6 separate regions of the Mus musculus genome follow, and all the other regions are linked to region 1. Evidence: chromatin contacts called from public HiChIP or PLAC-seq, Micro-C and promoter capture Hi-C data. All regions are on one chromosome and are shown on one strand. The core of a region is the stretch at or near the end of the contact, and the rest is flanking DNA. Distances in the headings are between cores, read along the strand shown. Region 1 holds the start of 1700007K13Rik (RIKEN cDNA 1700007K13 gene). Region 2 overlaps Gm13421 (predicted gene 13421). Region 3 has its middle 9.1 kb from the start of Gm52506. Region 4 has its middle 15 kb from the start of Gm39776. Region 5 has its middle 33 kb from the start of Rxra. Region 6 overlaps Col5a1 (collagen, type V, alpha 1).

Region 1 (4,871 bases), core at 1,015-3,514:
AAAAAAAAAAAAAAAGTGTCCAAATACCATTCCAATGCACACAGCTCCCCCTATTGTCTGCATGGTGTATTGCAGGTGGAGCTGATGGCCAATACCTGAGCTGTGCACTGAGCACTGGGGCCTGCCCGCTCTTGGCTCTGCACAGTCAATGCATTCTGACAGTCCATAATAATAAATATCCACCAGTGCCGTAGCTGACAGAATAATACTAAGAGTTGCTCACAGGGTGCAGTGGACTGAGTCAGAAAGCTGACAAGTCAACCCCAGAGAACAGGACTAAGAAGCACGGAATACCTACCCCCTAGCTTGCCTCTGATACCCGCGGCTTGTGGCCCATGACCTGCTAACCTGGGTGAAAGCACCACTGTTGAAAAGAGCAGCTTCTTCTCCGTGGCCTTTTACAAAGGCAGAACAGAAACCAGGGGTGTGGCTCAGTGGACAGATCACCACGTCTAACGTCTGCAAAGCCCTGGCACTGCACATCTTTTAAGCCAGCACTTTCGAGGTGCAGGCAGTTCAAAGCTTTGAACTGATTCAGAACTAGCCCTGGCTAACTTGAGACCAAAGGCACTTATTACCAAGCCTGGTGAAAGGAGAACCAGCTCTTACACGTGGCCCTCTGACCTCCAACCACGTGTGGCATGGCGTACCCCCACACAGAGACAAGGCGAATGTATTTAAGAAGGTATGGGCAGCAGTTCCCATGTTCCTGCTTCCCACAGAAACACCTTGCGTCTGATTTTGGAACACAGACTCTTTCCGTGGACAGGCTCTTCCGAGGAGTTCTGCCACTCGTATGAACGCTTGACTTCACTAATTGGCCTTCGAGTGCCCGGGCAAAGGTGTGCGTGCCTGTCTGATGGGGAGGAGAACGTGGAAGCAAGTTTACTTGGACTTTCCTGTCTACAATCTATTCTGCTTTGAAATTGCATTCTATCATCTCTCTGCCCCGCCTTGTCCTAACTCGATTTGAGGTGCCATGCATTTACAACGTGGGACGCTGATTCCCAACTCTGACTCCTCATAAGTCTGCTTTTCCAGATGGCCCTCGTCCTGGCAGGCCTGGCTTGCACTTACTGGCATCTCATGCACCGTGGGGGCTCTGCTTCCGTAGGTTTGGTTACTGGTCCTGTACATGGAAACAGCTTCCTTGGTCCTGTGGGAGAGAGATGCACTGTTTCTCACACATACTCAGAATAAGTCAGCCAGGTCATAGCCTGGAAGAATTTGATTGATGGAACTTTATTGTCCCTGACGGTGGCAATACCATGTCCACGGGGCTCCCACTGAGAGCACTCTCTCCCAGCAGACCTTTCTCTCTGGCCTCCTCTGCTGGCCATGGCCCCTGATCTTTCCAAAGGGAAACCCTAGAGAACACCCAGCCAGCAAATGCTGGCGGAGGGGTCTTGGTGGGACTTTGGCACAGACTACCACTGCCAGGTATGTAAGCTACCTCGGAGACAGCGTCTCAACTTCCAGACCCTGGAAGTCCCTCTGCTTTTGAGCCCCAACCTTACAGAGGCCAAGCTCCTGTCAGGAGGGAAGGAGGTAAGAAATCTAGTTTGTGAGACTGTGGCCTGTGATAGAGGCTACCAGCCGCTCTTCTTCACACCCGAGGCCTCAGCAAGTTGTCTTCTTACTCGTGGAAAGGGAGTGTGCCTGCACCAGCTTCACACAAGTCAAGAAGGTTTCCATCCTTACTTCCCCGAAAACCAGGCTGCCCTGTAAGGTGTACAGCTTTCAGGGAAGCTTTAAAAATAGAGACATCCCCTGCCTGCAACAAGGCTATATTCACACACGTTCACTCTGTGGTTGCTCAGACAGCAGGACCCTAACAGTAATGATGACACAAATAAAGGTTCATGACTGGCTCCTTTTGACCTCAGTAGCCACAGCCACTTGAGAGTTCTCAAACACATGGCCAAAGCTAGGGCCGCCCTGCTGCATGAAGAAGGTAACCTCAGTCTTCCTTACCCGTAGCCATGAAACCACCCCGGGTTGTTGAACCTGACTGGGAGCTTCTCGCTAATGCGGTAGTAGTCGCTGGTCTTCTCTGGGGCAGGCTTAGCCTTGGGCTCCCCCGGCTCCGGCTCCTCTGGGGCAGGCTTAGCCTTGGGCTCCCCCGGCTCCGGCTCCTCTGGGGCGGGCTTAGCCTTGGGCTCCCCCGGCTCCGGCTCCTCCGCGGACTGTTGAGGTTTTTCTTCAGACATTTGGCCTCCCGCAGGAAACTAGCCCAGATCAAGTCTGTGCCTGCTGCGGCAAGGCGTCCTGTTGCTAGGCAATGAAGTCACCTGATCAGGAGGTGGGGCGGTCTTTTGTAGGTTGCTTTGGCTAGCAGCTAGCTGTAGGCAAGTCTAGAATCTTCCCGAGGGCGAATAACAAAGGAGACCGTAAGTTCTAAACAAGGAATTCCAAGCTTCCACACGCTGCTCCTCAGGGAGATCCGCTGACCTTTTTCTGGGACTGTGGGAACATCCTTGTATCGTCCCAAAATGCACTAGGAGGCAGATCCTGGACGAATGAAACCTTAGAACCTGGGATTTCACCAGCCAATAGGCAGGAATTAGGTGCTTCCAATCTCTGCCTGAGCAAGTACAAGTCTGTCGTTTACTGTCCTGGCCATGGCCTCTATCACCCAATACCCCCACAACTCAGCCTAAATCTAGATGTGAGGTGCTGCTAAATTTAGGGAATCCTAGGCCATATATTGGTGAAATATAAAAAATGATCTTGTGAACCATGCACATAGTTCAGCATTAATGACGTGCTAGCGCAATGCCAGGAGGCAGATCTCTGAGTTCGAGGCCAGCCTGATTTAAAAAGAGAGTACTAGACCAGTCAGGAGTATATAGTGAAACCCTGTCTTAACAACAATAATAAAAATAAATAGTAATTTTAAAACAAACAATAAAAAATTACTTAGGGCACAGTGTGGTGGTGTGCACCAATAATTCCAACACCCAGGGGACAGAGGCAGTCAGATCTCTATGAATGTCTGGCCAGTCAGGGAGATTGTTGTTGTTGTTGTTGCTGTCATCGTCGTCGTCATCATTGTCAATGTCATCGTTGTTGTCGTCATAGTTTAATGTAATTTGGGGATGGAGAGATGGCTCAGCAATTTAGGGCATTCATTGCTCTTGTAGGGAACCTGGATTCAACTCCCAGAGCCTACAAGGTGACTCATAAACACTTTTAACTCTAGTTCCTGGAGGTCAGACACCTGCTCTCCACAGGGACAAGGCACTCACAAGGTACACATACATACATGTAGGCAAAAAATAAGTAAAACTAAAACAAATGTTAAAAAATAAAAAAAATGCATGCTGGAGCGACGACTCAGCAGTTAAGAGCACTGACTGCTCTTCCACAGGTCCTGAGTTCAATTTCCAGCAACCACATGGTGGCTCACGACCATCTGTAATGGGATCTGATGCCCTCTTCTGGTGTGTCTGAAGATAGTCACAGTGTATTCATATACATAAAATAAATAGTTTTTTTTAATGCACTTATAAAACAAACAATAAACGGGGCGGTGGTAGGGCATGCCTTCAATCTCAGCTCTCCAGAGGCAGAGGCGGGTTGCTCTCTGAGTTCAAGCCAACCTGGTCTACATAGCGAATACCATGACAGTCAAGGCTCAAGGCTACGGAGAAACCGGGTCTCAGGAAAAACAAAACAAAACAAAACAAAAACAAAAACAAAAACAACAACAAAAAAAAACAGCAACCCTAAAAACAACCTCTAAAAACCAATTTGAACAAGAGGGTCGCCTCCTCCAGAGGATGCTGTAATTTTATCGAGAGGAACGAGCTGTGGGTGAGAGGTCGCTCATTCTAGCTCAGCCCCACGTCCCAGCTGAGTGCAGACCACTGGTCACAGTGCCAACTCGCCCATTTACAAGGATGCGGGCGCAGCGAGCGGTGCACAGCGGAGAGGGTCCTCCGGGCCAGCAAGCGGCGCTGCGACCCCGCGCGCTCAGAGGAGGAGGCGCTCTGCCGGGCAGGAAGAGTCTCTGCAGGATCTCTGTCCACGCGCCCGCCATGGCGCCCGCTCCGGCCGTGCTGACCCGGCTGCTGTGTGCAGGTGAGCGCGGTGAATCTCGGAGATGGGGGGAACCCGGGGATCCGAGAGGGGAGGACAGGGACGAGGGTTGGACGCGCCCCCACCGGCTCTTTCCCCGCAGGTGTGCGGCGCTGGCCAGGTTTCCTGCAGAAGGCGATCCCGGGCCCTGCGGAGCAGAATGGTAGGAAGGTCACGGGAGCCCCGGTCCCCGCAGTCAGCGAGCCCCAGGATGGCGACGGTAAAGATCAGCGGGTGGAGCTGGGCCGGGGCGCGGAATCGTGGAGAGGTTGTCATTGCAGGGTCCCCAAAGGAACCCAGTACCAATCTAAGTGTGGTGGGAGGGAGATAGAACCCCTGTGGCCTGGTAGCTCTCGAAACCCGTGAAGACTTACTTTTGTATCTGTCCATCTTGCTGGTCTTCTGGAGGGGCGTTTAAGGCACCCGAAGTCAACGAGGCCCCTGGTTCGTTTTCCTCTTACATCTGTGGAGATTAAGGGAAGAGGACTTGGCCAGGTTTTCCCCGCACACAGTCACTTTAGACCTTGACACTAGTCCCTCGGTGTTGCAAAAATGCCCCTGTGTCTTCCAGATCTTTCCTGGCGTTTCCTCACAGCTTTGAGTTTCCCACTCCCAGGAGACTGGTGAGTCTTTGGTTGGTTGGTGATGGGCCACAGTGTCTGCCCTTACTCTCTTTTTCAGATTTCCAGAGCAGGATCCTAGATACGCCATTACAGCATTCGGATTTCTTCAATGTCAAGGAGCTGTTTTCTGTGAAGAGCCTCTTCGAGGCCCGAGTACACCTGGGACAT
Region 2 (4,871 bases), core at 823-3,322, 920 kb before region 1:
CTTACAGTTTGAGAGGGTTAGACTATTATCATCAGGGCAGGAAGCATGGCGGCACCCAGGAAGACATGGTCCTGGAGAAGTAGGTGAGAGTTCTACATCCAGATCCACTGGAAGCAGGGAGAAAAAGATATTGGCCTGTGAAGAGGTAACTTAAGAGTTCTTTGGAAAGTTAGCTGGGGCAAACACATGAAAGAACGTTTCTCTGAAGCAGACACAGGAGAAAGGATGTTCTGCTAAAGCAAGCACATGAAAGGACAAGTAATGAAGGATTCTTTGCTAACAACACACATGTACTGCTTCCGTAGAGTGGTGCTGAGGCAAGACACATGCTGAAGCAGGGCACATGGTATTTGGAGGGTATAAATAGGACTCCATGGAGTGATGGAGACAGAGTTTGGCTGGCTGGTGTGTTGACCATGCCCTGGACAGCTCTCTCTGTCATACCCTACTTCCCCTTGGGGGTTAAGAGTGAGTTGGTGGCAGAGTCAACGACACAGATTCTGGGAGCAGGTGGAGAAACACTGCAGCAAGCTCACTGAACGCTGCTACAGCTCCTGTACTATCCTCCACCCACACCCCGATTGGTCCCAAGAAAGCATCTTTTCTAAACAGCAGATGCTGACTGGCTCGAGTAATTTGCTCCTGAAATCCTTAGTCTCAAGTCTTTGCTGATCTTCACTTCCCTGAGAGAGGCACAGCTGAGAACTTCTACTGTTCCTGTTGGTCCCTCCTGCTGAGGCCTGGCTGTCTCTGCTAGGCCCTGTCACCACTGTTGCTAACCTAACTACTGAACTGGACTGCTGGTGTATCTGTGAAGTGTTTGCGAGGGAGTCGAGCTGCCGCTGCCTGCTAACCTGTGAACTGAACTGCTGATATTCATACAGCACAGATGGGAGTTGCTCAAAGAACTTTTCTAAAAGGTCCACTTTTTCCTGTATCCTTTCTTTTTTACTACCTCTGTTGGGTGGTGGGCTACAAGGGAGGTTAAAGCATTTAAGAGCCACCATTAAGAATAGAATTTGAGGGGAGAGGGGAGAAAAAAAAAAGAATAGAATTTGAAAAAAATTAAAAGTTCTAGCCCTGGCTTGAGCTTTTGTAACCTCAAAGCCCACTCCTGAGTGGTATACTCCTGCCACGCTCTCCGGTCGAGTCAGCTTGACAGGCTGAGGCTTGAAAGCTACTCACGAGGCAAAAGAGTTTCACGGAAACTCGCTCCTGGAGTCTGGCGTTCTCTCTAATCCATACATTAATTTTCCATTCCCGCGTTAGTCTAGTGTATGGATCCATGTGCTCTCTTTTAGTATTATCCTATTATAAGTGCCTTTTAAGATTGAATTCTGACATAGCTAAAGCCTTCTGCCAGTGTTCCAACAGTCCTAGAACGTCCTTGAGCAAGACCATGGGCTTGAAATTCAGTAAGAATGTTGCTATTCAGTGACATTCAGAATAGCCTCTGGTACTATAATAGTGTACTATCACTTTGAATAAAAGCCAAGTCGCTCCCATATACAGGAATTTACCATCACTAAGGAAGAAGGAAGTTTCAGACCAAAGGAGAAACCAGAATAGATACTTAGAACTATAGTGTTACACTCATACACACGTATTTACAATGGCCTAAGGGGAAGGTGGACTATACAATAGACTAAAATAGGAACTGTGGCAAGGGCATGAAGCCCTTGACCCTGGCTTCTAAGATTAAGTGAATCTTAGGTGGAGCCCTTGTTGATCCCAGTTGTTAACAATGAATTCTATCCCAGGTGGTTCCCGTTAGACCTTCTGTGTTTGCATTCCTCTGTTTTATGTAAGATTCCAGTAACCTCTTTGTACCTTGCTGGTGTGTCACCCAACTTCCTTATTGTCTGCTACATAAAAATTTTGATGCTCGATTTGACAATACATTCAGATTCTACACAACCTCTCCTGTGTGCATCTGTCTGTCAATTCATCCGACGCTTTGCCCACCCGCGACTAGAGACCCGTTCCACGCAGACAAAGGGGCCCAGAGGGTCTGCAGCATACTTCCTCACACCTGACCACACCTCCCAATCCTTCTTAAGTAGTGCCACTCCCTGGTGGCCTGCAGGAGCCATTCTTATTCAAACTATCACATCTAATTCCCTGGCCTCCACAGGCTTGTAGCCATATCATAATGCAAAGAACCTCATTCAGTCTAATTTTAAAAGGCCCTTCGGCTCAAGGCTGCTTCCAAGTCCAAAGCCTCTTCTGAGATTCAAGGAAATCTCTTAATTGTTAACTCCCTGTAAAATCAAAATAAAAAACCGGCCACATATTGCCTGCATGCTATGCCACAGAATATACATTACCATTACAAAAGCGGGGAAATGGAGCATAGTGAGGAAGTACTGGACCAAAGCAAGACCAAAACCCAATAGGGCAAACTCCAAACTCTGCAGCTCTGTGTCTGCTATCAAAGTGCTCTGCAGGTCTCCAACTCCTGTCATTGTGTTCACTGCAACACACTTCCTCTCGACTTAGTTCCACGCACAGTCTGTAGCTCTCCTTGGCAGGCATCACACAAGTCTTGTACCTCCAGCATCTTGGGGTCTCCAACCAAATTCAGGCTTCACCTTCACAGTTTCATGCAATGGCCTCTTTGGGCCTCCATGCAGGGACACCCCTTACACATAATGTGCCTCAGCAGCTTTTCTTAGTAATGGAGGAAGACCCCACAACTTTCTTGTATTCTTGACTCTAAAGCCAGGACCATGGGGCTGAAGCTGCCAAGTTCTGCTGCTTCCTGAGGCTGGAATCTGCATTAGCTTTCTGGTTTCAAGGGTTTCCCCCCATTGCTTAAGCAGTCCTTTAATTCCTTTCCACAAATCAGAAGCTTAGCTGGGTGGGTCCTGCTCTGAGCTCACCACTCCATTTAGTCCATTTAACATCAGACCTTTTTTTTTTAAATCCTTGAAAACTGGATTTATCTTCATCACACCTTCCTGTCTTCCTGTTCTCACACGGGACATTTTGTATTTCTCTTTGTCCAGATTGCTCCTTTAATTATAGAGATGTATAAGTGATTACTAATAGTCATACCACCCGGTCAATACTAGGCTGTCTTGAAATCTCCTCTGACAACAGCATTAATCCAGAACTCTTCAGTTTAGTTTCAGCCAGAGTTTTAGGACAAGGGCAAAAAGCAGCCACACTCTTTGCCAAAATATCACAAGAACTACCTCTAGGCCATTAAATAATATTCTTCTCCTCTTGAGCTAGGCCATCATAGTATGTAATATGGCTTATTCAGCCCCACTTAAAGCATTCAATTGCTTCCCTAATCCAAAGCCTCAGAGTTCACATTCTGCCAACAAGAAGCATGGTCAGGTCTGTGACAGCAACATCCTGTTTCCTGGTGTCAACTTCTCTCTTAGTCTCTGTTCTTTTGCTGTAAAGAGACACCATGACCACAACACCCCCCCCCCCCCCCCGTGTGTGTAGCCCTGGCTGTCCTGGAACACACTCTGTAGACCAGTTGGCTTTCTTTTTAAAAAACATTTAAAAAAAGATCTATTTATTTAACTATATGAGTACACTGTAGCTGTCTTCAGACACACCAGAAGAGGGCATCCAAACCCATTACAGATGGTTGAGAGCCACCCTGTTGTTGCTGGGAATTGAACTCAGGACCTCTGGAAGAACAGTGGGTGCTCTTAACCACTGAGCCATCTCTCTAGCCCTAGGTTGACTTTGAACCAACAGATTTACCTGGCTCGGCCTTTCATGTGCTAGAACTAAAGGTGTGTGCCTCTACCACATGGCTACAACAAAACTCATAAAGAAAATCATTTAATTGGGGCTTACTTACAGTTTCAGAAGTTTAATCCATTATTTTCATGGTGGGGAGCATGGAAGCATGCAGATAGACACAGTGCTTGAGTAGTTGAGAGTTGTGTGTCCAGATATGGAGAACGAAAGCTACTGGGCCTGGCTTGGGCTTTTGAAACCTCAAGTCCCACAACCAGTGACACGCTTCCTCTAACAAGGCCACACCTCCTAATCTTTTCAAACAGTGCCACTTCCTATTGTTAAGTCTCAGACCCTGGAACAAACTGCTGAGATACTTTCTTTTTTTTTTTTTTTTTTTTTTTTTTTTTTTTTTTTTAAAGGAACTGGTTTTTATTTTTTTTTTTATTTTATTTTTTTTTCCCATTTTTTATTAGGTATTTAACTCATTTACATTTCCAATGCTATACCAAAAGTCCCCCATATCCACCCACCCCCACTCCCCTGCCCACCCACTCCCCCTTTTTGGCCCTGGTATTCCCCTGTACTGGGGCATATAAAGTTTGCAAGTCCAATGGGCCTCTCTTTCCAGTGATGGCCGACTAGGCCATCTTTTGATATATATGCAGCTAGTGGATGCTCACAGTCAGCTAATGGATGGATCATAGGGCTCCCAATGGAGGAGCTAGAGAAAGTAGCCAAGGAGCTAAAGGGATCTGCAACCCTATAGGTGGAACAACATTATGAGATACTTTCTTAACACATCAAAGAATCTGGCCACCAAGTTCTTCCACTACCCTCAGTTCTTACCTGTTGCTGGGTCCTCCTGTCTGGCATGCCCCACCCCCTGTCCCACACTCTCCACCAGTCCAAAGGGCCGGCTGTTTCTCTCTGTACACTCCAGTCCTTTGGCTTACTTGCCCTTTTGTACTTTTGCCCTCTTGCCCTCTGGGTCCCCTGCTCTCCCTTCTCCCTTCCCTTTTTCCCTCTGTCCACTTGGCCCAGCTCAGACTGGTCATGTCCTGTAAAAGGATCTCTTGTCCTCCTGTATTGTCTCTGAGGCTTGCTGCCTCAGTCTGCTAACTTTGGCCTGGTCTTGGAAGCTGCTAGCCTCCATACAATCTAAT
Region 3 (4,871 bases), core at 1,097-3,596, 900 kb before region 1:
TGTCACAGTGTCCTGGGGTGGGGTTGTGTTTGGAGCAGATGCTCTAATGAGGGAGTCAGGACTGCTTGTAAAGCTCCGGAGCTGGGTCTGGGCCCCTGCAAGGTGTCATGCTTCAGATGCCTGTCTGAGAACTGTCCCGACTGCTGGCCTCCTCCGAACCCTAAAGTCAGTCCACCTGTTTTGGTGACAAGGCTTGTTCCTGGGGAACCAACTCAGTCCTTGGAAACAGTCCTTGTGACCCTGGATCTGTCCTTCTGTAGCTGAGCGGCCACCTATGGAAACTCAGCCCCTTCCCCCAACATGGACCAAGGGAGCGCGGTGTACCCCCCCCCCCCAAGTCAGGGAGCATCATGGAGCACTGTTAGGTTCTGTGGTCACTCATAGCCTCCCTCCCCCAATGCAGACTGTTTGCCATGGGTGCATGGTCTGTCCCTTCTGTGTGTCACAGTCACCTCTCTCTTGTTCCCTTGTCCTCTTGCTCCTTCCAGAACCCAGACAGGAGTCATTAGAAAGTCAAACCCAGCCTAGGCCTCTGGCTGCAAAGGGGCAGGTCTTTGGGTTTGCTGCTAGTACAGGCTGACCAACTGGCTTCACTGCCTGTGTGCCCCCCCCCCCCGCCCCCATTTACAGCAGAGCCAGTAGACAGTCTGCTCTAGGCCACTGCCCAGGGACTTTCCACGATGAAGGAGCCCAACTGAGGCCCCATGGCTGTTCTGTCCACAGCCCCATCTCCAGCTGCCCCTGCTGCAGGGTTATTTCAGGACTGAGCCCTAAAAACCTCTGGAGGCCATAGATTCACCCAGTGGGTAGTGAGAGGATTATGACACAAGGGATGGATGTCCCCAGGCCTCCCAGATGGAAAACAGGTGACATAAAGATCTATCCTTAGAGCCAAGAATCCCATTACACAGCCTGCCCAAACTTTGATGAGAAGAAACTGTGGGGCCCCCAGGGTGCTGCAGAGCTCCTAGGGTACTCTGACCCAGCTCCTTGGCTTCCAGGCTCTGAGAGTGTTGATTTCTCCCCACCCCTCCCTACTTGGGCTCCAATCAATCAATAGAGGAAATCTTTCGAGAGGCACCTCTCTGAGCCCCTCAGGCTCCTACAAGATTGATTAACACAAACATCAATTTCTCCGGCCACACGCCTCTGAAAACACGGTGCTTTTTCAGATTGAATTGCTACTGTGCGCCCGGTGTAAATAAAGGAGAGGGAATAACATGGAAGATTTGTGACTCAGCGCGTGGCTGCCCTCTCAGCTGGTGCCATTAGATGGGTGGCAGGGAGAGGGGAGGCCAAGGAAGGGAGGCAAACAAGCATATGTAGACTCTCTCTACCCCCCAAGTCCCCACCAAGACTGACAGACGGACAGAGAGGTGGAGGAGAGCCCGGGGCTGTGCAAAGGCAGAACTATAGCACAGCTGACCTGTAGAAGGATCTCTGGAAGATGTGTGCTAATTGGCTCTTTATTTTCTGTGGCTGTCTGGTGGGTGTCAGCAGAGGGGCAGGTGTCAACTACTGGTACTGTGGCAGCTGTGGGGTAGCTTGGCTTCTGGCCCTGAGGCTGCATGAGGCTCCTTTTGCTTTGTCCCCCTCTCTCCTTCTCTAGCGCAGAGCAAGGTGTGATCAAGCAGTCTCAGACCAGGCACCTCATGGGCTCAGGGGCCAGAAGAAATGGAGCAGGAGAGTGTGATGTCAAGGTAGAGGCACAGGGGCTGATCATGGTCATGAGGACCGAGGTCACACCCTCCCCTGCTTGGCTTTGTGGCTCTAAGATGTGTCCCTGAGTCCCTTCCCTGTCTCCTTATCCTGAGGCCCAGATGTCTCTATACCCCTAAACTTCTTACCTGGTCCATGGGGACCCTCTTAAAAATATTTTTCCTTTTACTGTATTAAAACCCTCTGGCAGAAGCAACTTAAGGGAGAAAGGGTTTATTGCAGATCACAGTTCAAGTTCATGGTGTGTGTGAAGGCTGCAGGAGCTGAGTGAAGCTGTCCATGGTGAATCCACAACCAGGAACCAGATATGCCACAGCTTGGTGCCCTTTCTCAGGACCGCAGTCTAGGGAATGGCACCACTTACAATTACTATGAGTCTTCCCATATCAATTAATGTAATCAAGATAATTCCCCCACAAGCATGCTCAGAAGCCCATCTCCCTGGCGATTCTAGATTCCAGACAAGCTGACAGGTAACAGAAGTCCTCACGGGGACGCCCCAACCTAGGATATGTGAACTCTTGACAGCTGAGAAGTCTCGCAAGCAACGAAAAGGAAATAGGGGAGGCTGGTGTCAGTAGTAAAGTTCCAGTTCCTTGAATTCCTCATGGTGGCCACATGAGACAATGAGGAACCACCTTCGACAGGGGGTTCCTGTCAAGTCTGTGAGTACATGGCTGCCCACTGCTGGTGCTTGTGGCCGAATGGCAGGCCGTGTGGCTCTGCTGCTATGTTTTATCTCAGCAGTAAAGGCTCAGGTTTCTCCAGGCTCAGCATTTGTGCAGACCTGATGACACACCTGTCACAACGGGAAACTGAGGTTTACAGTTGAGGTGCTGGCACATTTGGAATGGAGGTGACTCCAAGAGGAGGAAGACCACAATTCTAAACTTTATACTTTGTATCCTATACCCTGAACTGGAGAGAAGCAAGGGGACTCCAAGGGACTAACCTTGGACCTGGGCAGCCAGGCAATGGGAAGTTACCCGCTCAGCTCTAGGCAGAATCCTGTGTCCCTTTTCTGACTCCTTTTGGGCAGCCTGTGTGGAACTGGATCCTAACGGACAGGCTGGTTCTAAATGTGGTGTGGTCTTACCCAGTTCTTGGAATGTCTGGGGTTGGAGCCACTGCTAACCCTGAGGCCACCTGTCCGTCAAACTGGACCTGGGCTGTCCAGGTTAGGGTGCCCCTGAACTGGGGATGGGTAGATGTTTGCAGAAGCTGTCTGGTCTGACCCTTACCTCCCATGCCCCAATCCTTCCATTGCTCCCAGTACCCTCAAAGTCAAGCTACGGGGGCCTCTCTTGGGACCCTTGAGGCTTGCAGCATGCTCCCTTCGTGACCTTACATCTGAGCTTTGGTGATGCCCACAGGGCTTCTCTGGTACCCTTCTCAAGGCAGGCTCCAGTCCTTCAGGATGTGGTCCCGGACAAGGCAAGTGCTTGCTAAGTACTTAGTGCTGGGTGCCAGGCATGCCCGGCAGGCTCTTGGCTCCTGAGCTTGTAGCCCAAAGTCCTGCCTCTCTTCTAGAGGTAGGGCCTTTTCTGAGCCCAGGGGTTTGTGAGCCTGGCATATAGCAGGAGGAGTGCCTCACCCTGGAGTGCCCTTCAGAGCATATGGCTCAGCCCTGGCTCCCTTTCCAGCTTGTGTCCTGTGTTCCAGATGCTACCACATCCCTGGCTCTTCAGCGGGGTTGTGCAGTTCAGCTGTCGCAGAATGGGGGTTGTGGGGAGTGGGGAGCAGCATTGTGAACCCTCACTGACCAGCTATATCCTGAGCCCAGGGGACAGGCATGTTCCCTGCCAGAGAAAAAGAACACCCACAAAGCTGTGGCTGAATGGGAGAGGCCTAGCACAACTGATGAAGTGCCATCTAGTGCCAGGCGTGCTTCCAGGGGAGATAGCCCTGCTGATGGAGAGAGGATAGACTCCAATACAGAGACCCACGGGTTCCTGGGGAGGGGGGTGAGTTTTCTGGTCAGATAGACTGGAAAGATTGTGGAGACTCTCTGGGCGGGGAGCCAGAAGGCCTGAGCCTAGATGTCGTGGAGGCAGGATGCAGGTAGGTGCAGAGACCCTTGGAGGCAAGGGTATTGCCCTGATGGCCAAGGCAGGAATGAGGCTGGTGCTTTTCTTTTCTGGACACTCCTGTAGAGAGTCCCCTTGTCCTTCCCTTCAGCATGTCAGCAGGAGCAAGTGTCTGAGGAAGTGAGCCCTAGAGGCCAGCACAGCCCCTCCCTAGGGAAGGCTCTTTCCGTTGTTTCTCTTCACAGCCTCACTCTCATTACAAAGAGAGGTTTCAGGTGCTTGCCTACCGCTTCCTTGGGATTCTGTTTTTCTTTCGGGTACCAGGTTACCTGGCATTTAAGAGGTGGAGGTCCCAGAGCCCTGTGGATGCCTTTAGAATCCTTTAATCTTCACTGCTGCCCCTGTGAGACATTGCAGGGCTTGGGGCTCAGGTTGATGGGTCAGGGCAGGGCCAGGGCTAGGTGCTGCCACCTGGGGTTTCACGTGGCATGGACTGAGTCAGTTTGTGCAGAGTCTCAGGCACACCCAGGCGCCCAGGCTCGCAGTAGCTGCCGATGGCAGGCACTTGAGTTAAGTGTGGCTAATTCGGTACAACGACATGATGCCAGCAGTAATTTTGCATTTTGGAGACAATAAGAGACAGCACAGGGCCTGTCCCAGATGTACCACAAGAGGGGCCGAGAGAGTAGTGCACAGGGAGCTTGGTGTGGGGGTAGAAAGGACCAGGGATTTGCCAGCCACTTCCTGAAGCCAGGGCCCTGGGGTGGCACCTGTATTGCGTGGAGATTTGTTAGAAAGACAAACTTGATCCCAGCTTGGTGAAAGCAATGGGCCTGCATAGAGACTGAGCACAGTGAACATTTACCCATGGCCACCGTGAGCCCTAGCTCCTCCATGTTTGCTTGCCCTCTATACTTCCCTCCCTTGCATCAGGAGGAGCTGGGTGTCCTGGGGTGAGCTCAGCACAGGGGCCATCCCTGAGGAGCAGAAGGACAGAGGCAGCCCCTGTGGACAGGTGCAGCAGGAGGTCAGATGAAGTTGGGGACCAGGACCTGACATTTCTCCTTAAAAGCATCCTTGCATCTTGGTTCAGTAGTGCAAACCCCACCTTTATTCTAGACAAAA
Region 4 (4,871 bases), core at 1,556-4,055, 870 kb before region 1:
TCTCCAGTGCTGGGATCAAAGGTGTGAGCCACTACACACAGCTCAGTTTTGGTTTTGTTTTTAGTACAAACAAAACCACGTTATGTGTAAGTATGAAGAAGTTACAGAGCTGGCAGGCACCGTGGCTCGGTGGGTAAGAGCACTGAGTGCCTTTGCAGAGGACTCAAGTTCAGCTTCCGGCATGCACAGTGATTCACAGCTATTCTTAATCCCAGTTCCAGCCCTCTCCTGACTCCCTGGCACCAGGCACACGTGTGGCACACGTGTATATACGCGGGCAAAATGCCCAGACACAGAAAAATAAAATTTAAAAACTATATAGGCAGCACAAACCCTTAAAATTATTTATTTTTATTTTATGTGCATTGGTGATTTGAGTGCATGCATGTCTGTGTGAGGGTGTCAGATCTCCTAGAACAGGAGTTATAGACAGGCAGTTGTGAGCTGCCATGTGGGTATTGAACCTGGGTCCTCTGGGAAAGCAGACAGTGCTCCTAACTGCTGAGCCATCTTCTCCTGCCCCATAAGTGTATTTTTTAAAAAATGAAATGCTATATTACTGCCCCTCTTTTTGATGGCTATTATTTGAGACAACATCTTATTATGTAGCCCTGGTTGTTCCAGAATTCCCTGTGCTGACTGGCCTCCAGCTTACAGAAGTCCACCTGCCTCTGATTCCTGAGTGCTGGGGTTAGAGGCATGTGCCATCACATCTGGCTGAAACTCAGTATTATGTATAATTAATGTATGCTAATAAAACATTAAATTAAAAATACCCAGGCTGGCATGCGTCCTCATTCCTTGTGGCTCCAATGTGGTACACAGTAGGCGCTATATTTATATGGGCCCATCTTGACATATATGGCATTTACTAGATTCTAGTGGATCCCATGATGTAGCTTGGAGGGAGCTGGGTCCAAGGTTGTGGCACAGGCAGTGCTGCATGTCTGCTTGGGAGTGGAAAGGGAGCCTGCCAGGGGGCAGGGCCAGGACACCCCTTCTGGAAGATGTATCCTCTTTTTCCCCCGTCCTCTGCAGAGAAAATGTTCGCTCTTCAATAAATGGGGTGGGGCTTTGGGGGAGGGGACAACCACTGCACAGGCCAGTTATCACTGGTTTTAGCTGGGATAATAAAATTTTATGAGCTATTAAATGCTCCTAACCCTCCTTTAACATATAAACCTGAGTGTCTGTGATTACCCATTAAGAAAAGCAGGTTCCATGGGAGAAGGCTCACATTCCACCCCGATGGGTTCCAGTAGTGAAACTTTGAACCTGCTTTGGTAGCCAATGGGGAGGCACTGACTCGGCCAAGAGCCTTGAGTTTGACTGTGGCTGAACAGTCTTTACCTCCGAACCTTGTAAAGGCTTCTGTTTCCAATCAAGGCCCCATGGCAGGAAGGTGAATGTGGCGCCCAGGCCAGCATTATCCCACCAGCACCATGGCAAGAGGTTCACAAATCCCTGAGGGCCAAAGGAAGGCTGGGGCTGGTGAAGTCCTACAGGGCTGGCTCTGAGAGGTGGGCCAAGACAGACCTTGAGCTGGAGGTAGTTGTGATCCTGTCCATAGCTGGGGTTAGCTGCCCTTGGAGAAGGCCGAAATCATCACTGATGTTCACAGACAAGGCACAGGTTTGAGAAGAGCCTGGCCATCCAGACTGGGCTGCCCCATCCCATCTGGGCCAGGCAGCTTGGCCAACTTGAAGTTTTCTGAGTTGGTATTCTGAGGCATGGGGTCAAGGGATCCCAAGATGAGAGACTCAACAGAAAATGGTCCAACAGGGTCTCTTAGGAGTGGCAGACCCCAGCCGGAGGACTGGTGTGGGAAGGCCACCCTGTAGACTATGGTTCCTGACGCGTTTACAGTCCCAGATTTCCCAGGCTTTCCTGTTCTGAAGAGGTTGGGGAGGTCCAAGCTGCTGTGGCTACACTTAAGGCCCTGGGGCTTGGCCTGATCCATGACTGCTGGAGCTGGGCGATTAGGCTGGGAAGGTCAGAGCAGGTCTGCCATAAGAGATGGTACCCTGGAGGACAGTGGGGGATATGGGGGAATAGTCTGGCTCTTGTCCAGACCAAGGAGGATGGACGTGACCAATAACACATCTGAGGCTTAGGCTGTGGTCCTGGCTGGATCTCTGTATCTCACCCAGGTTTTCTCACCTGTGAAATAATAGGACCCATTTCTAGGCAGGATCTAAGACACAGATGTGCTAAGGCCTCTGGTCATTTGTGTCCCACAAGAAGTGTGTGAGGGGAGAAAAATCACAGAAGACTCTCAGTCGGGAGAGGTAGCAATGTCAGGGAGTGGCTGGGGCTGTTTTTGCCTTCTTCTGGGGGAGGAGAAAGCAAGGAGAGAGACCAGGACAGCCAATTTGGCCTGGAGCAGAGGAAGGTCATTATACTAGGTTGGCATGTAAGGGGAGGTTCAGACTCTCCTGCCCTAGGACCAGCCTCTACGTAAAGGAACTGAGGAGTCCAACTGCCCACAGGAGCCTGAGAGCAAACAATAGCGAGGCCCCACAGTCTTCTAGGTGGGCACAGGTTTGGGGCCCTCTGCCTTCCTTGGCCAGGGACACTCTGGTACTTTGGTACTCTTCTGGAATGACAGATCCCAGATTGGAGTAAATCCCAAGTATAAATCTTCCTTCTGTCAGCTCCTGTTCCACAATCATCCTGTCCCCTAAGCCCAAGGCGCTCCGGCTTGCAGCTGGGGCAGCCGAGGTGGCAGGGGACTGGGAGGCCTGAATCTGACAGCCATGTATCTGCAGCGCTGGCGCCGGAATTTAAAATCATTGCAACAGAGCCATTGGGCAATTCCTGTGGGGACGCTGTCTGCCGGGAGAACTGCAGTGGAGACACTTCCTGGTCATGTTTATGTGGCTGGCTTTAATCTCCCAAACTCCTGGAGCGTGTCTGTCCCCCTGGCTGGCTTCCCCAGCACACTGGGAGCTGTTTCCCCAGTGTGTGGCTCCAGGCTGCCCAGTGCTTACCAGAGTAGGGTCAGTTTGGATTTGAGGGGCACTTGGGGTGTCATCCTGCTGTGTGGGGCCTGGTCTGTCAGACGCCAGTTAGCCTGTATGACTGTCTGCCTGGCTGTAGGCCGTATCCACTCCCAGGCCCCTCTTTGCCCCAGAGTCAGATAACCCAGGGACACTTTAGGGTGTTGGTGGCCCTTTCTCAACCTCAGCCTTTGGGAAGGGGAGGGTCTGGCCTTCATTCTAGATCACTGGCTCCTACCCAAGCCCATGGTCACCCATGTACTATTGAGAAGGGAGGGAGGACTGTCAATTTGACACAGCCCAGATGTACCTGGGAAAGGCGGCTCAAGTGAAGGAGATGCCTTTGGGTATGTTTGCGGGGGGAATTGTCTTGACTGTATCGATTCAGGAGGGCCTGGCCCGCTGTGGGCAGCACTATCCCTAGGTAGGTGAGCCTCTATAAGAAAGCTAGCTGAACAAGGGTCCATGAGGGACCCAGTTAGCAGCTTTCCTTCATGGTTTCTGCTTCAGGAACCTACCCTGCTTCCCTCAATGACTGGCATAACCTGTACATTTAAATAAACACTTTCTTCCCCTAAGCTGCTTTTGGTCGAAGTATTTGTGACACCAACAGAAAGGAAATTGGAACACTGAGCTAGGGAATGAATTCAGGGCCAAGTTTAGCTCAGTCCCCTCTCAACGGTGTGCATGTGTCTAGGCTCTGAAATGTCACACCTGTGGCTGCAAGAGCTGCCTCAAAGCTTCATTTAAATAGAGGCATAAGGCCAGAGACAAATCACCTGGGCCTTCTGACATATGGGATGCGGAGGGACAGAGAGGAGGGTGAGCTGTTTATATAGCTGGGATCTTGGGAAGGTGGGCCAGAAGGAAGAAGAGGAGGAGGAAGAGGAGGGGGGGGGGAGGGAGAAGGAGGAGGGAGGAGGAGGAAGAGGAAGAAGAGGAAGAGGAAGAGGAAAAGGAGGAGGAGGAAGAGGAGGAGGAGGAGGAAGAGGAAGAGGAGGAGGAGGAGGAGGAAGAAGAGGAAGAGGAGGAGGAAGAGGAGGAGGAGGAGGAGGAGGAGTGATTTCAATTTTGGGAGCCATGTTGGGATGGGTGGCAGTGTGAATGATGGCCTCTGTGAAGGGTGAATAATGAAGGTAACCTCAGAACTTCCGCTTCTAGATGATGGGAATTCAGGAACCTTCCAGAGATCTTGAGTGATAGATTCATAGGGTACTTACTGACCCTCAGAGGATCCTGTGGAAAATACTGGGAGTTAGGTTCTACCTAACTTTACTGAGGAACCTCTCAACTTGGCTAGTGCCCACTGCCCCTGAAGACTGTTCAGTGCAGATCTTTCTGGAAGGGTAGATAAGCCAGGACTCTGCTGTGGGTAGGACCTCATGTAGTTTTCCTTGGGGTGGCCAGCCTATGCCTGCAAACTAGGGATAGGACCTCATGTAGCCTTCCTTGGGGTGGCCAGCCTATGCCTGCAAACTAGGGGAGCAGGGTCACGGCTACCCCTCAGCATCCCTGGATCTTAGAAGGGATGCTGGTTAGTTGGAGAAACATGGGGTTTCTTTAGGCTGAGTACCCATGTATGCTGTTATGGTGGCCTTGTGAGGTGGGCTGGGAGCTTGCTTAACCCACAGATCATGGTGCTCAGGCTCAGGGTGTGGCCCTGGCCCTAGGGTGCTGGTCTCTTTTGGACCACTCTAGTCTCCTCCACACCTGGGCCCCCTCTCTAGGCTTTATGCTTTTGTGGCCTGGGAATCCCTGGGCACTTCTGCTCTGCTCACTGCCACCTCTCTGGCACCCCCCCTTTGTGGCCTTCCTCTTTTCTCCTTCCCATTGCTCCCCGTGCAGAGGCCGTGGGGAGGTGGCCGTGGGGAC
Region 5 (4,871 bases), core at 1,581-4,080, 820 kb before region 1:
TTTTCCCAGGTATGAACTGTGACTGCTTCCGTGAGTATGGCCTGGGTACTTGGTAAGCTTGGTGACCTTCATGATTCCAGGTTATGTCAGGTCCGGGGGCTCTCCTTGATGTGTATATAAAGAGATAAAGAGAGGAAGGGATATGTTCTATAGAGGTGTGATGAAGTATGGGGGAAGTGGGTACCTTGGCAGGGTCCATGCTGAGGCATTCCCCCACTCCCAGTGATTATACCAAATGACAGTATAATATAGAGTAGAGTTTATTTAGGGCATGGGGAGGGGAGTTAAGAGGGTAGTAGAGGTAGAGAAAGGCAGAGAAAGAGGGAGGAAGGGAGGGAGAGAGAGAGAGAGAGAGGGAGAGAGAGAGAGAGAGATTGGTCATGAGCATGGGGAGAGAGAGGGGGAAGGGAAAGCAAGAGTAATAGAAAACAAGAGGGGAGCAAGAGAGAAAGGAGGGGGCAAGCAGCTCCTTTTATAGTGAGTCAGGCCTACCTGGTTGTTGCCAGGTAACTCTGGGGCGGGGCTTAGACAGAATGCTAACACTCCCAACTTTTGCTGGGCCCTCTCTTGGCAAGAGTCTGTTCTACTTGGATCTACTCTGGAAGAGACTGTGGTGCTTAGAGGGGCTTTGACACAGGGGCTGCCTGGTCCTGGATAAAGACTCAGGATCTACAATGGAGTCAGTTTGGGCATCTGCTTCACCTTGTGTCAAAGGCTGGGGAGTGGCCACAGGGACCAATGTTTAGTGGACTGTGTTGGGGACACCCTGCAGCCCTAGCAGGATGACTGTGGTCTCATAAACTGGCCAAGTTGCCAGTCACATCACATCACAGGGGCTGAGGTGACCCATCAGTCTCAGCTAATGGAAGGAGAGAGGAGGATGTCATTGCTTTGGGGACAGGGAAGGAATGGATGGGCCTCCTCTCCTGTCCATGCCAGGCAGAAGTTGGACAGTTATGTGGGGGTGGGGCAAAACTGTGATTCAGCCCCCAGGTGAACATATGTGGGGTTTATACATGGGTTTGTGGGCACACTGGCCTATGTTAAGCCTTCCCCCCACGGATGCGAGTTGACATAGGTCTTGAGGTACACTTTTTGAGTCCTGTGCCTGCATACGTAGGCCTTACAATGTTCTAGAATCCCTGGGTCAGAGGATTTGCCTGTGTAGCATAATCTGGGAGAATGGGAAGATGGACTGGACAGAGAACCCATGGCCACCCTTTACTGCTAGCAGAGTGAGCTTCTACCTTCTCATCTGAAGGCTGGGAAGAAGGTGGAGTGAGGCACATGATTGCTGAGATGGATTTGAGTGTGCAGGGAAAAGTTGTGGGCAGAGCCCCCCATGCTCCAAGCCTGTGTGGTTGCTATATGACATAGCTTGTGAGTTGTTTGTTGGGGTAGCATCTTGGCCAGGGTTCTCCAGGGAAACAAGGCCAATAGAATTTTATATATGTCCTGGCTCACACGACAATGGAGCTCCTGAGTCTCGGGATCTCCTCTGGCTTCCAGGGGAGTCTGAAGTTCAGCTGAGTTGAGGCTGGAGACCCCAGACCCAGGGGAGCCGATGCTGTGAGCCTTGTGCCAATGACAGGAGCAGAGCAGATCCTAGCTCCAGCAGGCAGGCAGAGAGCGTGGGTCCACTTCCTTTTGTTCCATCTTCTAGCCTCTGTAGATTCATGAGGCCACCTCCCAGTGGAGACTTCTTGTAGTCTACAGAGCCAGCGTGTGTCTCCTCAGGACCCACCCTCACTCAGGAAGAAAGAATGCTTGACCTGCTGTCTGGGCACTTGGAGTGCACAAATGTGCATCTGCTTGTGTGAGCTTGCTCTTTGCAGACTGGAGTGAGTTCCTCAGTTTTCCTAGGAGATGGATGTACATTCCACTACATGGTCTGCATGCTTATGCATACATGTTTGAGCATGTTCGTGAGCATCTGCGATCTTCTGGGGTGCATGCTTGCAAATTGTGCTTGTAGGCCCATGCTTTTGTGCAGGGCTGTGTGTACAAGGCTGGTCCACATGTGGGTCCCAATGCAGACACATACCATGTCTCTACTGACCTCTGGATGTCACTGTGAGTGATCCCTGCTCTGTCCTGAGAAGGTTTGCAGGTGGCTTGAGCTTCTTTGTGGCCAAGTGATGATTCTGTTTAGATTCTGGAGTTGAACTCAGGGCTTATGGCTCCAATGGGGTGCTAATGCCTATGTGATTTGCTTCTGTCACATCTACACAAGGCAGCCTTGTCCTTCTGGGAGGATGGAGGCTCCTAGGGAGGACCATCTCATCTAGCCCAGGAGGTGATATAGCCAAATAGAAAGCAGGCTAGAGAAGTAGTGCGAAGCTTTGTGACTCCAGGCCTTGTTCAGCTCTGAGCACCCAAGCCCTGCTGCCCTGTGAGCACTGGTCAGTGCTGATTCTGGAGAAGACATAGTCAAAGAGGGATGGGAAGGCTGGGACACTCCTGGGCCAGGGTTCTATAGACCACAGGGTGCTCACTCCAGGACCTGGGGTGCACAGAGAGCCCACAGGAAGGGGCTGAGGTCCTTGGGACCCAGACCTTGCACAGTTGTCTGACAGGGAACCCTGACTTGGGTTCTGCTTGCTGGCTCATCTCCAGTCTCCACTCAAGGTCCACAGGCTCAGAGGGAGCCCATCCTCTGTGCTGCCCCCATCCCAAGTGGAAACAGCTGTGCGAGTTCCTCCGAGTCCAGCCACTGTGCTCTGCCATCAAGTCCACATCCTGCTTCTAGAGAGAAAACTAGGAGTGACAATAAGCATAAGAGGAGGGGAATTTCCATTTCAAACGAGCAAGGGAGTTGGCACTCCGGCAAGCCCTGGGGAGTCGTGCAGCTGTGAGACAGTAGGACACAGGCAAGCCAGGGAGGGGACAGAGGCTGGTCCTTGGTGGATTCTGGGAGGGGATAGAGGAAGCTTTCTTTTTAACTTGGAGATGAAGCAGGGGAGTGGAGGGGCTTTTTTCTTTCTCTCATCCATGTGTGGCTTATGTGTGTAAACACGCATGGTACATCCATACCAACACACAAGTACACGTGTAGGTTGGGCTGAGGCTGATATTGGTTGCCTTCCTCAGTCTCTCTCTGTCTTATCTTTTGAGACAGGGTCTCTCACTGATAGGCTAGATAGGCTGGCAGTAAGCCGCAGAGAACCACTCATCTTGGTCCCCAGCTCTGGGGGTCTAGGCATGCTGCCATGCCTGGCTTCTACGTGGCACTGAGGATCTAAATCCAAGTTCTCACTCTCGAGTAGCAGTATTTTACCTGTCGAGCCACCACCCTGGCCCTGGGAGGGTCTCTTCTTGATGGTATCTGCAAGTTGCCCTCTGGCCTGCATGAGGCTATGGGTACTACTCACGGCAAAAGCTGTAAAAAGTGGATCATGGTGGTCCATTTTCCAGTATGAGGTGCACTTAGAGTGTGCCCCAGTTACAGAGAAGCCAGAGGCTTCTCCTCTCTCCCCTAGCTGGCAGCTGGCCCCTGTTTGTCTCAGAACTCTTGAGAGTTAGAAAGGTACAGGCAGTCTGCCATGTGACTGAGCCCACGACCAGAAAAAGGCAGCAGCCTCAAGGCCCAAATTATTCATTAGATAAGACTGTGTCCTAGGATAAAGAGACCTATGGGAAGAAAGAACAGGGATTTCTCAAGAAGTGGGGAATTTAAAAACGACTGTCTTGAATTAGAGAGATGTCTCAGTGGTTAAGTGCACGTACTGGCTTTGCGTAGCGCCCACATGGTGGCTCAAACTCTCCATAATTCCAATTCTAGGGAAACAGACCTCCAAAGGCGCCTGCCACACATGTACTACACATACCTATGCACAGGCCAAACATATATACATATAAAATAAGTATGTCTTAAGAACAAAATCTAAAAAACAAAAGTAAACTTGTCTGGCACACCAGCCACTGGTGCCTTTTCTCCATGCCAGCGTCCCTCTCTTCAGAATTGTATGTTAAAACCTGCTCTGTTCTCACTAGTCTCTTGGGCTTGTTAGCATCATCTTGTTTCTGACAGGGGCTGAGGCCACCTCTCTCCTCCAGGATCCAGTGGAAGCTAAGCTTCCTCATTGGTTTTCCCTGTCTGGTTAACCGACTCCCAGGTTAGCTGGTGCTGAGGACACAGGTGTGGGCAACCTCGTCTGAAGGCACCCCTGTCAGGGGATTTGAACTGGAAACTGGAAGTGCACTGAAGCAGCCATGAGTCTTATGGGGTCTTGGTGATTGCTGTGGATCTCAGGTCTCACCTGAGCTCATGGGCTCAGGTGACAGGTAAGGCCTAGCTAGCACTTACATCCCTGTACTGATAGTCTAACCACCCTGGAAACTTCTTTCCAATCCTGGTTCCAGGACTGGGACGCCATCACAGACATGAAGGGCAGGCTGGGCTATCTCCTGGTGGACTCTATAAAAGTGCTTGTGTTGTCTCATTATCTCCACCTCAATAGCTCGAGCTCATTCCTACAAGTTCGTATTCCTACAGGCTTGTGCTGGAAGTCAGCTGAGTAGACAAAGATCCCTGACCTCTACCAGGAGAGGTGAGTGGGATGGGGCTTTATTTGATACATGGTATTAATAACAAACTCTGGTCAACCCCAGGAACTCTACCCTGCTCAACATGGAACTTGTAGATGCTTCTCCAGGATAGCTTTCACAGACACCCGATCCCTGAGGATCTGACCTTCTCAGGTGGGTGCATTCACCCAGTGATGAGACGTTCAAACCATGTCAATCCTGAGGCAGAGACAGCAGGTCGGAGATGCAGCCGACAGAGTGGAGAAGGGGCTCTGCTTGTATATGATGAAGCAGTGTAGATGGTCACTGTGGCCTTCATGCTGTAGCAAGCCTTGGTCTCAAAA
Region 6 (4,871 bases), core at 1,108-3,607, 510 kb before region 1:
TGTGGTTTAGAAGCCATTGGCTTTTCTGAGTTTATTTCAGTTCCCCCTGAAAAATGGGTAGAATATCTCCGTGGGCTCTGCATTCTTGCTCTCAGGGTAGCTCACATAACACTGTAGTTTTGGGATACAGGAGTTCCATCCATGAACATCACTGGTGGTTACCCATGCTACCAGAATAAAGCTCATAGCCCACTGTGTTCTTCACTATTGGAAAGAGCCCCAGTTTCCAGTGTGCAAACTCTTAATCAGCAACTGAACGCAGACCTCCCCAGGGATAGAGTCAGCTTTGAGGGACACTGTTGCTCCTTCCTGCCCTGACTTGTTATAGTGTCTTAGGTAGCCTGGAGAACCATCCCCATGGTGGCCGGGAGGTATGCAGAGAACCTTTGGGGGCCACAGGTCTTCCCTCATGGAATCCCCCTTGGACTTTATCTTTAGATGTTCTGTGGTGGGGCCACTGACAGCTCTATGCAGGAAGTGCTAGGCTCAGTGCCTGCTAGGCAGAGCCTGCATGTGGCCAGGCAGAGCCTGCATGTGGCCAGCCTCCCAGAGTGACTCTGCCACTTCCCTCCCTTAATCTGCAGCCAGCTCCAGGAGAAGGGAAGGATGACCTGGGCGGCGAATTCACCGAGGAAACCATCAAGAATCTAGAGGAAAACTACTATGACCCGTACTTTGACCCCGACTCCGACTCCAGTGTCTCTCCATCAGAGATAGGGCCAGGCATGCCCGCTAACCAGGACACCATCTTTGAGGGGGTAAGAGACTCAGCTTCTCTCTGCATCCCAGGGCATCTAGGTGGTGAGAAAGGGCCAGCGCTTTTAGAAGTCTGAGGGTGACTGAGTGAGGCAAGAGTGACATGGGCTGCCATGCATTTCAACTATTAATTAATTAATTAACTAGCTAGAGACACGTTCTCACTATGTAGCCCTGGCTGTCCAGAAACTCTCTATGTAGACTAGACTGGCCTGGTACTCACAGAGATCCACCTGCCTCTGCCTCCCAAGTTCCAGGATTAAAGGCGTGCGCCACCATGCCTGGCTGAGCTTCATTCTTTAAAGTAGCCTCTCTGATTCCTGTTATGGTCATCTGTGCCTCACTGCCTGTCTATGCTGGTGTATACATGGCTAAGGGTGGGGATGGGAGGTCTATTTCAGCTTGCTATCTTCCTCCAGTTATGAGGAGAGGTGACTAGCTGTGGGGAGAATTTCACCCTGGTTTTGCACAAGTTTTGTGTCATGTGGATTTTCTGTTCCTTTTCTCTCTCCCCATCTTTCCAGATTGGAGGACCCCGAGGTGAGAAAGGGCAAAAGGGAGAACCAGCCATCATTGAGCCGGTAAGGATTTCTGGTGGTGGTGGTGGTGGCGGTTGCAATGGTGGTGAGTGTGTGTGTGTATGTGTGTTTGTGTGTGTGTGTGTGTGTGTGTGTGTGTGTGAGAGAGAGAGAGAGAGAGAGAGAGAGAGAGAGAGAGAGAGAGAGCGCACTGTGGTGTCCTCTAACAAGCTCATGATGATTTGTAGGGTGTGGACAGATTGTGGGTCCCACTGTCTGCCTACCAAGCCATGCAAGAAGCCACACCCATGTACTCTACATCCTTTGTATCACAGATTCTTGGGAGAGGCTCTGGGGAGTCAGGGAATATTCTAGAGTTTAGTAAAGGTGATAGATCACACGTGTTTGTCCTTGTAGAGAAGGCAGAGGCCAGAGCACCTCTGCAGAGATTTCCTCAAGAGAAGGCACACAGACCATGAGAGGAAGGCTAAGCCAGGGGCTGGGTGGGAAATTTCTAGTGTAGGTAGCAGGCAGGGGGCAGTTAGTTAGGGCCTTCACCTCTCTGTGCCCTTTATGCCTCCACTTGAGCCTGTTTGCTGCAACAGGAAAGATCTGAAGCCATGCCAAGGGAATGTAAGCAGTGTTGAGGTAGGATTCCCCTTTGTGTAAAGCCCCATGTTATTAGACAGTGGAATCCTGGGTAAGCTAGCACCAGGGCCTGTAGAGAATGTGATTGTGTGCCATCCATGGCCCTCCTGGGTCAGAGTTTTGTGAGAGTCTGCCTTGGATAGGGCATTCTGGACCAGCTAGGTGCTGTGGCCTGCTTGGGTCTCAGAACTGTTGAGGTCAGGGTCTTGGCCCCAGACAACAGAAAGCTGTGTGATTGGCTGAGCTGGGCTTGGTGGACCTGGGAATGTGGACTCAGACCTGGCTTTGCCCCCAAGGAGCCGGCCACTGAGGTCGTCCATCCTAGCATCCTGTGAGTACACAAGGGAGGAAGTACTTGTCCTACATCATGGCCATTGCCAGGCTGAACAGCTGTCAGCTCCGGTGCCAGGATCAGCTTCTGGGACACTGCCAGGATCAGCTCCTGGGACTGAGTTTATAATGTGACCTTGGGACTTCCTAGGAGAGAGAAGCAGCCTCATAGGGCCCCCACCCTCTTGCAGGGAAAGAGCCTTGCTTGGCAGTGCTTAGTAGGCCAGTGGGCCAGGGCAAGCTCCCTGGCTTGGCTTCTCCTGGCCAAGGGGAGCCTTGGATGGAAGCCTCTTTCTGGTTCCAAGGGCTCTGCCTGCTGCTTGTGCCCCTGGCTCCCCCTGGCAGTGAGCCTGAGGACACAGAGGCTCTTCCCAGATCTCTTCCTAGATCTCTCTATGGGTCCAGAGAAAAGATCCTTACCTGAGGCTGTAGGATCAGGGCCCAAATCAGTGCATGGATTGCACACAGCGAAGGGTGCAGAGCATAAGGTTAGCCCAACATGGGGCTTTTTGCTCAACCTCATGAGAAATTTCAACTGAAGTTCATGTTCATGGGAGAAGGAAATTCCTGAAGAGGAGCATCCTAAGGGACTAGAGACTTATCCCCTGGAACATGTCTGAGGCTTTTTCTCTTCCACACCAGAGGAAGGCTGTGGCACAGATGCCCCCCCTGCTGTGCTGGGCCTTCTTAGAGCACCACATCAACTGCACTTGGCCCCAGGTGGACTTGGCCATCACTTGCAGCCCATTGATGGGCTCCCTGGTGCTTCACTAAAAGGGGCGTCTTTCCCGAGTCAATGATGTTCCAGAGAAGGCAGGCACCTGAGGCTCTGTGGGCTTCAAGGGTGGTCCCCAGTTTCAGAAGTGGTTGGGTCATACCTTTGAATAAGACTTACTTAAGCTTATTGTGTGTAGAGTTGGCACCCCAGTTCTGGGAGGAGAGAGGGGCATGCAGAGAGTTCCACTAGAGGGCTGCCCTGAAGAAGGCTGTGGGTGAAGGTGAGCCAGAGACAGCACTGAGAATGTAGAGGTGGCCTGCCGGACACCATCTCTATCTACATGGTCCAGTTCCTCTTCTCTGGGAACAGCACAAGCCATCTGGAGGCAGTTACAGAAGGGGCCCACCCCCTCCTGATGCTTGCTTCTTCCCAGCTTCCTCAGAGTGTCCACAGGGCCTTTGGTGAGTCCCCATGGAGAGAAATGTAAACATTTGGAATTGTCAACCCGGAGAATTGCCAGATGTCTTCACAGTCTTAGCCATACATAAACAGATGGAGGCCCTGGGGACTGGTGGTGCATACCCTGCCCTGTGTCGGGGTGGCTGATATCCCATCCCCTACATCTGCCCCACAGAATAGGTTTACACCAACTGCTGGGCACAGGGTCAGTGCAACCCTGCATCCAGAAGGACCTGGCAGGCCTTTTCCACCGAGGTTCAGCTCCTCTCATTTGTCAGCAAGACAAGGGGTTCCTCAAAAGGACAGATCTAGCTTGGCTGAGATGGGGGAAGATCCAGCAATGCCCTTGGCATCAGCCCACACTGGGTCAGGGACCACTAAGTCCTGATTGGACACCTCTTACCTGTTGGACCTCAAGCCGTTCCTGGTTTGTCTTTTTCTGAGACGATGTTTCAAGTATCCCAGGCTGGCCTTGCTATGCACTTGAGGATGACTTTGAACTCCTGCTTCTTCCTTCCTTTTCTGAGTCCTGGGATTGTAGACCATACCCAGTAACGACAGTGCTGAAGTTCAAACCCGTGGCTTTGGCTATGCTAGGCAATGTCTGCTGTGCGAGCCCAGCCCGACTCTGACATTGCTTTTAGTTCTGCTTAGCAGGTGAATGGACCACTGCTTAGCAGATGAACGGACCACTGTTAAGGATGGGAGCTGCAAATGACAGTACATACCTATGATACCAGGAAGGTTGAGGCAGGAGGATCTGAGCTCTGGGATAGCCTAGGCTACAGAATGAAGTTTGGTCAAGCCTGAGGTCTTCTGTTTCTGAATTTTTGTTTAACCATATGTACTTAAAGTAACAAAACAGCTTTTCATTTGTGTGTGTGTGTGTGTGTGTGTGTGTGTGTGTGTGCACATGCATGTGCACACACATGCTTTTTGGTATGGGTATGTGCAGTGCATACCTGTGGGTGTATGTACATATATACAGATGCCAGAGGTAGATGCCAGTTGACTTTCTCAATTGCTCTCCACTTTATTTCCTAAAGATTAAAGAAGATTAGTATGTCATAAGTGTCTGCTGTGTGTGTGCAGGTGCCCTCAGCATCCTGAAGAGGGCTCCCCAAGAATTACGATGGTTGTGATAAGCTCAGCAGTTGGCTAGACTGCTGGGCTAGTGAGCTCCAGGGCTCCACCAGTCTCCGGTACAGGTGCACACCACCATGCCTGGCTTTTGGATTATATTGTATGTATGTATGTATGTATGTATGTATGTATGTATGTATGTATGTATTTTGGATACTAGGGATCTAGACTCATGCTCACACACTTTATTGACTGAGCCATCTCTGCAGCCCTCAGGCAGGATGCTTTGACATTTCTGAGTTACATACAGTGAAGAGCTGAGCCTGCCACCCAGTGCCTTTCTTTGTGTGAACGTGGGC

The links. Promoter capture Hi-C pulls out the DNA fragments that hold promoters and counts their contacts. Hi-C and Micro-C count contacts between places; a contact is called where the count stands out from the background. HiChIP or PLAC-seq counts read pairs in DNA pulled down with a chosen protein or histone mark.
Region 2: a Micro-C map of embryonic stem cells shows a contact between it and region 1, with 3 times the contacts expected there. The contact joins the enhancer-like site here to the promoter of 1700007K13Rik in region 1. A contact is called at or near these places in 16 of 39 promoter capture datasets (the 3T3-L1 cell line, the C10 cell line, the HPC-7 cell line and 10 more), 1 of 15 datasets of contacts at CTCF or cohesin (embryonic stem cells), 4 of 484 Hi-C or Micro-C datasets (cerebral cortex, cortical neurons, embryonic stem cells and 1 more) and 12 of 115 datasets of contacts at active chromatin or transcription factors (astrocytes, embryonic basal ganglia, embryonic forebrain and 6 more).
Region 3: an H3K27ac HiChIP or PLAC-seq map of microglia shows a contact between it and region 1, with 4 times the contacts expected there. The contact joins the enhancer-like site here to the promoter of 1700007K13Rik in region 1. A contact is called at or near these places in 12 of 39 promoter capture datasets (the 3T3-L1 cell line, the C10 cell line, the HPC-7 cell line and 6 more), 1 of 484 Hi-C or Micro-C datasets (cerebral cortex), 19 of 115 datasets of contacts at active chromatin or transcription factors (astrocytes, embryonic basal ganglia, embryonic forebrain and 8 more) and 1 of 9 other capture datasets (embryonic stem cells).
Region 4: an H3K4me3 HiChIP or PLAC-seq map of embryonic forebrain shows a contact between it and region 1, with 5 times the contacts expected there. The contact joins the enhancer-like site here to the promoter of 1700007K13Rik in region 1. A contact is called at or near these places in 1 of 39 promoter capture datasets (maxillary cranial neural crest) and 10 of 115 datasets of contacts at active chromatin or transcription factors (the NIH/3T3 cell line, bone marrow-derived macrophages, embryonic basal ganglia and 6 more).
Region 5: a promoter capture Hi-C map of cranial neural crest shows a contact between it and region 1. The contact joins the enhancer-like site here to the promoter of 1700007K13Rik in region 1. A contact is called at or near these places in 6 of 39 promoter capture datasets (the 3T3-L1 cell line, the HPC-7 cell line, cranial neural crest and 3 more) and 1 of 9 other capture datasets (embryonic stem cells).
Region 6: a contact with region 1 is called in a promoter capture Hi-C map of neural stem cells. The contact joins the enhancer-like site here to the promoter of 1700007K13Rik in region 1. A contact is called at or near these places in 3 of 39 promoter capture datasets (the 3T3-L1 cell line, the C10 cell line and neural stem cells) and 5 of 115 datasets of contacts at active chromatin or transcription factors (craniofacial prominence, embryonic forebrain, epiblast stem cells and 2 more).

Annotation. Positions count from the first base shown.
Region 1 is chr2:28,464,060-28,468,930 of GRCm38.p6, forward strand. 1700007K13Rik (RIKEN cDNA 1700007K13 gene) reads right to left here and starts at 2,265. Exons shown (of 3, transcript NM_027040.1): 1 at 1,975-2,265; 2 at 1,078-1,156. The coding sequence starts at 2,210. It overlaps Mrps2 (mitochondrial ribosomal protein S2), which reads left to right and starts at 4,007. Exons shown (of 4, transcript NM_080452.3): 1 at 4,007-4,083; 2 at 4,184-4,300; 3 at 4,762-4,871. The coding sequence starts at 4,041.
Region 2 is chr2:27,544,174-27,549,044 of GRCm38.p6, forward strand. Gm13421 (predicted gene 13421) reads left to right here. Exons shown (of 2, transcript NR_166127.1): 2 at 1-1,917. Among named protein-coding and RNA genes, the nearest start is that of Gm13421, 6.2 kb to the left of the region's middle. Within about 2 kb of position 2,073, at least 13 of the 459 cell types and tissues checked have an H3K27ac peak or open chromatin away from gene starts, as enhancers often do. A contact at or near this core is called in embryonic stem cells, where this site is marked.
Region 3 is chr2:27,561,630-27,566,500 of GRCm38.p6, forward strand. No RefSeq gene overlaps it. Among named protein-coding and RNA genes, the nearest start is that of Gm52506, 9.1 kb to the right of the region's middle. Within about 2 kb of position 2,347, at least 9 of the 459 cell types and tissues checked have an H3K27ac peak or open chromatin away from gene starts, as enhancers often do. A contact at or near this core is called in microglia, where this site is marked.
Region 4 is chr2:27,590,671-27,595,541 of GRCm38.p6, forward strand. No RefSeq gene overlaps it. Among named protein-coding and RNA genes, the nearest start is that of Gm39776, 15 kb to the left of the region's middle. Within about 2 kb of position 2,806, at least 54 of the 459 cell types and tissues checked have an H3K27ac peak or open chromatin away from gene starts, as enhancers often do.
Region 5 is chr2:27,642,166-27,647,036 of GRCm38.p6, forward strand. No RefSeq gene overlaps it. Among named protein-coding and RNA genes, the nearest start is that of Rxra, 33 kb to the right of the region's middle. Within about 2 kb of position 2,831, at least 17 of the 459 cell types and tissues checked have an H3K27ac peak or open chromatin away from gene starts, as enhancers often do.
Region 6 is chr2:27,951,689-27,956,559 of GRCm38.p6, forward strand. Col5a1 (collagen, type V, alpha 1) reads left to right here. Exons shown (of 66, transcript NM_015734.2): 8 at 585-758; 9 at 1,281-1,337. Among named protein-coding and RNA genes, the nearest start is that of Col5a1, 68 kb to the left of the region's middle. Within about 2 kb of position 2,358, at least 22 of the 459 cell types and tissues checked have an H3K27ac peak or open chromatin away from gene starts, as enhancers often do. A contact at or near this core is called in neural stem cells, where this site is marked.